2 separate regions of the Anser cygnoides genome follow, and region 1 is linked to region 2. A link is a contact called in public Hi-C data. All regions are on one chromosome and are shown on one strand. Each heading gives the region's core, a stretch centred on a gene start, on an enhancer-like site or on the middle of the called end of the contact. The rest is flanking DNA. Distances are from core to core; before and after follow the strand shown.

Region 1 (3,883 bases), core at 478-2,977, 110 kb after region 2:
TCCCCTTGGGGGATCAACCCTCATCAATAGGGCCCAAACACCTTCTGGGGCCAAAATCCCTTTGGGTTCAAAATCCCTTTCTGGGGACAAAAGCCATGCTGCTGTGCCCCAAGTCTTTTTGGAGGGCCCAAACACCTTAAAGAGGCCAAACCTTGCTTGTGGGTCCCAACCCCTCTGTGGGTCCCAAATCTCTTTTGCTGCCCAGCCTGCTTATGATACCCAAGCTCTTTGTGGGGTTCAAACCCCTTTCAGAGGTCAATTCTTGATCATGGGTCCCAAAACACCTTAGGCCCAAACCTGCCAGCCCAGATCTTGGTATCTAAGCCTGCTTGTTGGGTCCCAAACCTCTTGTGGGGCCCAAACTCCTCATGGGGCCCCAACTCCTTGTGGGACTCAAACATCTGGGCTTGGTTGGCTCCCAACCCGTGGGTCCCAAAACCCATGAAGGACCCAAACCCCCTGTGGGGTCCTTATTCATGTTGGTGCCCAAGCTGTGCCCATGGATCCCAAAATCCATGTGGGAACCCAAACACCTTGTTGGGCTCAAACCCATTGCCTGTGGGTCCCAAACCCCTGAAGGGACCCAAGTCATATGTGAGGCCCAAATCCATTTGGGTGTCCAAGCTGTGGGTCCTGTGGGGTTGTTGCTTGTGAGTCCCCAAATGCCATGCGGGATCTGAATACTCTGAGGCATCCAAACCCATTTTGGGGTCCCAGCGTGCCTGTGGGTCACCAAACCCTTGTGGAATCTGAATTCTCCAAGGCATCCAAACCTGTTTTGGGGTCTCAGCATGGCTGTAGGTTGCCAGACCCTTGTGGGATCTAAACACCGAGGCATCCAAACACATTTTTGGGTCCCAGAGTGCTTGTGGGTCCCCGACCCCTTGTGGGATCTCAACACCCTGAGGCGTCCAAACCCATTTTAGGGTCACAGAGTGGTTGTGGGTCCCCAAATGCCATGTGAATTCTGAATTCTCTGAGGCATCCAAACCCATTTTAGGGTCCTGGAGTGGTTGTGGGTCCCCAAGCCCTTGTGGGACCTGAATACACAGAGGCATCCAAGCTCATTTTAGGGTCCCAGAGTGGTTGTGGGTCCCCAAGCTCTTGTGGGATCTGAATCCTCTGAGGCATCCAAACGCATTTTGGTGTCCCTGAGTGGTTGTGGGTCCCAAACCCCTTATGGGGTCTGAGTATCTTGAGGCATCCAAACCCACTTTGGGGTCCCAGTATGCCTGTGGGTCCCCAACCCCTTGTGGGATTTGAATCCTCAGAGGCATTCAAACCTATTTTGGGGCCCTGGAGTGGTTGTGGGTCCCCGACCCCTTGTGGGGTCTGAATCCTCTGAGGCACCCAAACCCATTTTAGGGTCCCTGAGTGGTTGTGGGTCCCCAACCCCTTGCGGGCTCTGAACACCCTGAGTCCCCCAGACCCATTTGAGTCCCCTCACAGCCATAACCCCCCGTAGCACCCCACTTAATTTCCCCGATCGCACCCCCCCCCCCCCCCCCCCGTCCCCCGTGTCCCCCACCCCGTGCGGCCGCCACCCGGCGCCTCAGCGGCCCCTCAGGGGCAGCGCCCCCGGCGGGCCGGGCGGGATGGCGGCGGCGGGGCCAGGCCAAGCCGAGCTTCGGCGCCCCGCCCGGGGAACGGAGGAAGGGGGGGGGGGGGGGGAGAAGAGAAGCAGGAAACCGGGCGGGCCCGGGGCCGAGCCGGCCCCGCTCCTGTCACCGCCTGCGTCAGAGCCCGGAGTTTTCCACTGACGAAAAAGGGCAGCGCGGCGCGGCGCAGCCCCGGCAGCGGCAGAGCGGGAGGCGCCGCGCCAGGCACCGCCGCCGCCACTGCAGCCGGAGCCGCCGCCGCCGCCGACACCCGCCGCCGCCTCCTCAGGTAAGGGGCTTGGCTGGGTTATTTGGGGGGTTTGGGTTCGTGGTGGGGGGGTTTGGGGGTGAATCCGTGATGGGGGGTTTTGGGGATCGGGGTCTGGCTGACTGCCCCCCCCCCCCCCCCCCAACCTTCTTTCCCAGCCGGGCTGGGGGTGAAGGGAGCTGGGGGGGGGGACGCGCATCGGGGACACAAGCGGGACACATCGCGGAGCTCCCCGGACCTCTTGGCTAAGAGGGGGAAAGGGGAGAGTCTTGGGGAGACCCTGCTGTGCCCCCCTTAAAAAAAAAAAAAAAAATTTTTTTTTTTTTTTTTGGGGGGTGGGGGGATGGAGCGCGCCCCCCGTCAGCTCGCTAAGAAACGCTGCGCCTCCGGTGCGGTGATGGTGAAATAAAACCCGTGGGGGGGGGGGGGGGGGGGGGGGGCGAGCCCGGCAGGCTCCCTCTTCCCCAAACTCCCCGGCTCGGGGATGTTTTCCCGTCGCTACAGCAACACCTACCGGCGCTCCGACCGACCGACCGACCGCCCGACCGACGGACGGGGCGCCCCCCCCCGGGTCTCCTTCACAACCGACCCGGGGGGGGCTCTCACACCGCACCTTGGGGGGGGGGGGGGGGGGGAAATAAGGAACAAGAGCAGCGAATAAACCCGCTCGAGTTTCCAAACGTCGATTTATTCCTCTTCTCTGGCTTCCCCGAGCGCCTGTCACCTCCGCCGTGCCCAGCGTCGCCGTGGGATGGGGCTGGCGCGCAGGGAGAAGCCCTGTCCCACAGCTAATTATTATTATTTTTCCTTTTTTTTTTATATATATATATATTTCTTTTTATTATTTCCTTTCCGTGCTTCGCTTTCGTGCCGGAGCGTTTCTCCCGCGGCTCCCGGAGAGCCTTTAATAATTCAGCGCAGGAAACGGGGGCGTATGTACGGCCGGCAAGGTAACGCACGGCGTGTACCTACGGGAGGACGAGTATGGAAACCCGCCGTGAATTATTCATCAGGTGTAATCAAATAGAGGATTTTCCTAGACAAAGCACGCTTCGCCCCTTTCATATTTATTGCAGTGCAATCTGCGCCGAGTACATCTGGAGCCCGCTTCGTCCCGGCCGTGCCAGATAACCTTTTAATGCGTTTGCTAATGTTTCTTATTTACCTTTCGGGCTGTCAGGGAGAAAGAAGGGCTCGGTGGCAAACCCCGCGGAGTTTTTTCTTTGCGAGCTTCCCGAAATATTGGCAGGAGCGAGCTCTTTCGCCCTGCTTCCCCGGGGAAGGCGTTTCGCCCAGCCCCGCAGGAGAGCGCACTTGTGGCACCGCGAGCGGATCCGTGCCTCCGCGCCTGGGTCGTGCGGCGGCAGGGGAGGTTATTTTTAACCAGGGGGAAGGTTATGAAACCTTAGACCCGGCCTTGGAAGGGGGGGAAAATCAGCTGGGCTGAACCGGACGGCACCGCTGCTGGCCCCGAAACTGGGAAGCGACCTCGCAGGGAGGCTGCCCCAGCGGCGGCTGGGAACCCACGGAGGTAAATATGGCAGGAATTAAAATAGTTAAATGGACGGGCAGTGAGTCGGTGCCGATAGCACGGGGGTGACGAAGTTGCCTGCAGGCATTGCCAGGCTCCCTGCTGCCATGAGCTGGCGAGGATTTCGGGGGGCTCAGCACAAGGCTCAGCGCCGCACCGGTTTTTCGCAACGCTCATGCCGAGGTCACCCGACCTGCGTGCAAATGAACACCTGGGAAAGGGGGGCAAAAGACTCCCCCGGGGTTCACTGCGTGAGTCGTACCTGGCTGAAGCGGGTTTTTAAACCAATATTTATCCTGGCTCGAGGCACGGAGCTGGGGCTGGGCTGCGACCTCGACCCCATGCTCCGGGATGAGCCCACCCGGCTGCCCGGGCAGCGGGAGGATGCTGGTGCTCCTAGAGCCAGGAGGTTGGCTCTGAAAATATGTGCTTTTAGTGCATTGCACTGGTTGTTTGCTTTTTTTTTTTTTTTTGTTAACACAAGTT
Region 2 (3,895 bases), core at 531-3,030:
CAGTTACTGCTTTTGGCACAAATTAAAGCCCCCTTGCTACTCCAGGGCTGTGGTGCATCTGGTAGCAGTTTCACCATACGGCCACCCTGAAATCCAAAAACTGGTGTCCAGAGGAAACCAGCCTCTGGTAGCCGTGCCCAGGACCACTTGGTGTTTAATTACTTTTCAGGACTCCTGTTCCTGGGCTTGGTTTCAGCAGCACTGCCAAGTCCACCAATTTTCCATATCCAAGGCTGCAGGCTCAAAGAGAATGAATAATCCCAAACAGCACTTCTCACCTGTGAGAGCCAAAATTCTGTCCTTTCTGGATTTTATACCCAGAGATGAGAGTTGGTAAGTCTTTTTTTTAACTATTTATTTATTTTTTTTATTTTATTTTAAATTTAAGTCCCAGCCCTGCAGATTTTTGACCAAGGGAGCTCAGGCCTTGCACCTGTAAATGCATCGGGATGAGATCTCTCTTTGGCAAAGCTGAGCAAGGCTTGAGCTTGATACGGCGTGGCTCAGAAGCTAAATTCTTAGAGAACAACAAAAGAAAATCCCCTAAAACCCCAGACCTCACAGCACATTTTCCACCCTGCCATTTACACGGCAGGTCTTTAAAGGCCAAAAGAGATTTAAAGGCCAACAAAGATTTGCCCTGGCTGGTGCAGAATGCGTTGGGTGGCACAATGAGGGATTTGAAAAGAAATGAAGCCAGAAATACCAGCAAGGTCAGCTGTCACTGTGGGACAGCAGGCAAAAATCACCATTCCTGATGCTTTTCCTTATATTTTGCTCTCCTGAGTCACCCTGTGCTGGGTAGGAGACAGGGCTTAGTCAACAGCTTTGCTTGAGTTGTGGAAAGGGTAGGAAGGAGTTGAGTGTCTTGGGCTTAACCTAACACAGAGGGAAGGAGGTGAGTGTCTTTGGATTAACCTGACATGGAGGATCTCAAAGCCATGGCTATTTTATCATCAGGGAGAACACAGCTGCAAGCTCAGGCCAGCAGCTGTGCTCTTGGAGTGCCGGACCCCAAAGAACATGGGAGATAAAAGTTGCCTTTGATCTTGTTGGGCTGGGTTTTTATTGCAAGGTCCCTCCGTTTATAACTGACTGCAATCGTGGGTTTGTCCTTTGGTGAGGAAGGGTGGGAATCGGGAAATCGAGCAACAAGGCTCATGGGAGGGGCTGGCCATTTTGGAAGCTGTGTCTTAGGGCCAATATGACAGTCTGCTAGGTCAGATGGGGAAGAGATTATTGCTTTTTCCCCTCCTCCCTGCTCCTTTACAAAATATACCCATGTTCGTCATTGCTCTGTATCAGGGACCTGTCCAGAAACCTTTCCTTATCTCTTGGCTAATCATGCCTGGATGAGGCCAAACTGGAGCTTGCTTCATCTCACAAAGGACTAAACAAACATTCTAGCTCCCGGTGATGCAACTCGAAGTTGATTTTTCCAGTTACTCAACTTCTCTCTCCCTTCGTATAATGCGCTGAACTTTGAAATAAATGCCTCTCTCAGCGATTTCAGCAATTTATGTCAAGAAAATCTGGATGCATCAGAGTGAGAGATAATATTTTCTGACACAGCACAGGAATAAAGCTGCAGCAGTACATGTAGCTCCTGAGCCTGCATCTCCGCTCTGCTGCTGACAAGGTCTATGGCCAAGGGCAAGGTAGTTGAGCTGTCTGTGCCTCAGTTTCCCCACTGCTGAAAAGGGGATCGTGGCATTTATCCCAAGCAAATGAAGCAGGACAGTGTCACACAATATACCTGAAGCACGAAAGGAAGCTCTCTGTGAGGAAAAGGAAATTTGGACTCTGCTGTTTCAGCAGAGAGGATGTTTTACTCTCAATTTGTGCTAAAAAATGCAGCATGTAAAGAGGTGTTGCTGATTATTCCTAAGAATCAGCAACATACATCGCATTTAAAGAATCTTTTCCATATGTTATTTCTGCTTTCTTGGCTGCTTCCCAACACGGGTCGTTATCTCCTGCCTCTTGCAATTGCCCCTGCTACTTCTTTCGGATCCAGCCTCCCCCTTCCCCACCCAAAGTGTCTGTAGAGAGTCACAAGGAGCTTGAAGGACTCAGCTTTAGTGAGACTGAGTGCCCTGATGGGAGCTGAGGGCATTTGGATACTCACAAGAGCAGCTCCCAGCTTGAGGAACTGGATACAATGCTCATATTTTTATGCAAACAGCCTTGCTAATGAGAGAGAGCTCTGCCTCCAAACCCCTCAACAAGATTCCTGGAAGCCTACGGGGTTTGAAATCCACAGCATCCTAGTGATTTATCTGAAAGGAAGGGAAATACAGGAGGCAAACAGGGCCTTGGAGTTGCTTTTTTTTCACCCCACAATGGCTGGGGTTGATCAGCAGATGTTCTAGGGTGGTATAACCTGGCTATGACTGCTTACAGCAGGACACAAAATTGTCCAGCCTCGGCCATGAGATGCCTAAGGGAGAAAATGTTGGATTCGTCTGAATCCTGCTCTCCGTCCAGAAGGCACCTCAAGAACTGGGGGGGTGTCACCCCCTCTGCCCACTGAGCAGCACCTCAAAACATCACCTCGGAGAGACAGCCCTGGGCAGGGGAACTGCCACCAAAAGAAGCCTGAGTCTCCACCACCCACACCCTCAAAAGAGCAAGGTCCAGCTCAATTTGAGTTGCCCCAGTTGGAAAGCCCAGACTTGGGCAATGTCCTGGGAGGGAAAATCAATGTCCTGGGAGGGAAAATCTTTGCACTTCCCCACAGCATGGGGAATAGTCCTCTTTAATACAACCTGCCTTTTAACCCTTGTATTTTCATGACAGCCCCAAAGCACTGGGACATGCTCTCTGTTCTCCCATTTGTAGACAGGGAGATGGAAGTGCAGCAGAACTAAATACTTTCATTGCATCCACACAGATGGCCTGGGGCAGAGCAGAGACCTCACGCCAAGCCTTAGGTAACCTTCCAGTGGAGTAAAATGTTGTTCTGAAGGCAAAATAGAGTGGCCTCTGGCTTCCCACACATTATTAGGGTAACATCTTCCAAGTGGGTGAGGCCTCTTTTGGTTCCTGGCCCAAGGCAAAGCTCTTGAGGTGTCCTTCATCCTTCAGCCTGGGGTTTCTGGCATTCTCCTTTTGTTTGGGAGCCACCAGAAAACTGCTCACGTGGAAGTTTGCTCCCCAGGTCCACTTCCAACTGAGACATCACTCGTGAGCACTTCCAGGAGAGCGACACTGGTGCCTTTGGCTTCTGGAGCTCAGCTGTGAGTTGGAGGCAATGATCTGAGCTGAGGTGACCTCAGCCGACCTGAGCCGGCACTTCCACAGCCTCATCCAGCACCGACAGATGCACGGACATGCTCCTCCTCAACCCAGATAGCTCCGTCCCAGCTTCTCTAAAAGGCTTTTTCTCCTCTGTCTGTTCCTGTAACCATCAAAGGAAATTTTGAGCCCTCATCCTAATATACAGAAGTATTTTTTAAAGCACTGTGCTGGGCATGAAGACAGCACTTAAAGTGAAAGGGTTAGCAAGAGGTGCAATGGAAGAGGAAGGCTTGGACAGGCTCGTTATTTCCCACTGCTTTTCCTGGCTTCTCTCAGGTTTTGACTGGATTTTGTCCATCTCTGGACCAAGTTTCCTCTCTCTCTCCCTCTGAATGTACCTTAAGAAAACAGATATGTATGTGAAGTGTGGGAATGCTTAGGGTATATAGCAGTGTGTGGCATGCAGCCTCTCATTAGCAATATCAGTGTAAAGTATATACTGACAAGTACACTTTATACTTGTATATATGTAGAAAGTATAAAGAAAAGACTATAAACAACACCTGTTGTGGTCCCACCCAACATGAGGTGGGCAAGCACCAAAGCCAAGGCTCCTCTCCTGCATGGGGATGGGGGTGACGTGCCACTTCCTGGC

What was found. A called contact is a pair of places that touch in the nucleus more often than the background predicts.
Region 1: a Hi-C map of liver shows a contact between it and region 2, with 8 times the contacts expected there. The contact joins the promoter of CSRNP1 here to the enhancer-like site in region 2. A contact is called at or near these places in 3 of 7 Hi-C or Micro-C datasets (all in liver).

Annotation. Positions count from the first base shown.
Region 1 is chr2:6,064,927-6,068,809 of Taihu_goose_T2T_genome, forward strand. It overlaps CSRNP1 (cysteine and serine rich nuclear protein 1), which reads left to right and starts at 1,728. Exons shown (of 5, transcript XM_066991433.1): 1 at 1,728-1,887.
Region 2 is chr2:5,958,516-5,962,410 of Taihu_goose_T2T_genome, forward strand. No RefSeq gene overlaps it. Among named protein-coding and RNA genes, the nearest start is that of CSRNP1, 110 kb to the right of the region's middle. Within about 2 kb of position 1,781, at least 2 of the 3 cell types and tissues checked have open chromatin away from gene starts, as enhancers often do. A contact at or near this core is called in liver, where this site is marked.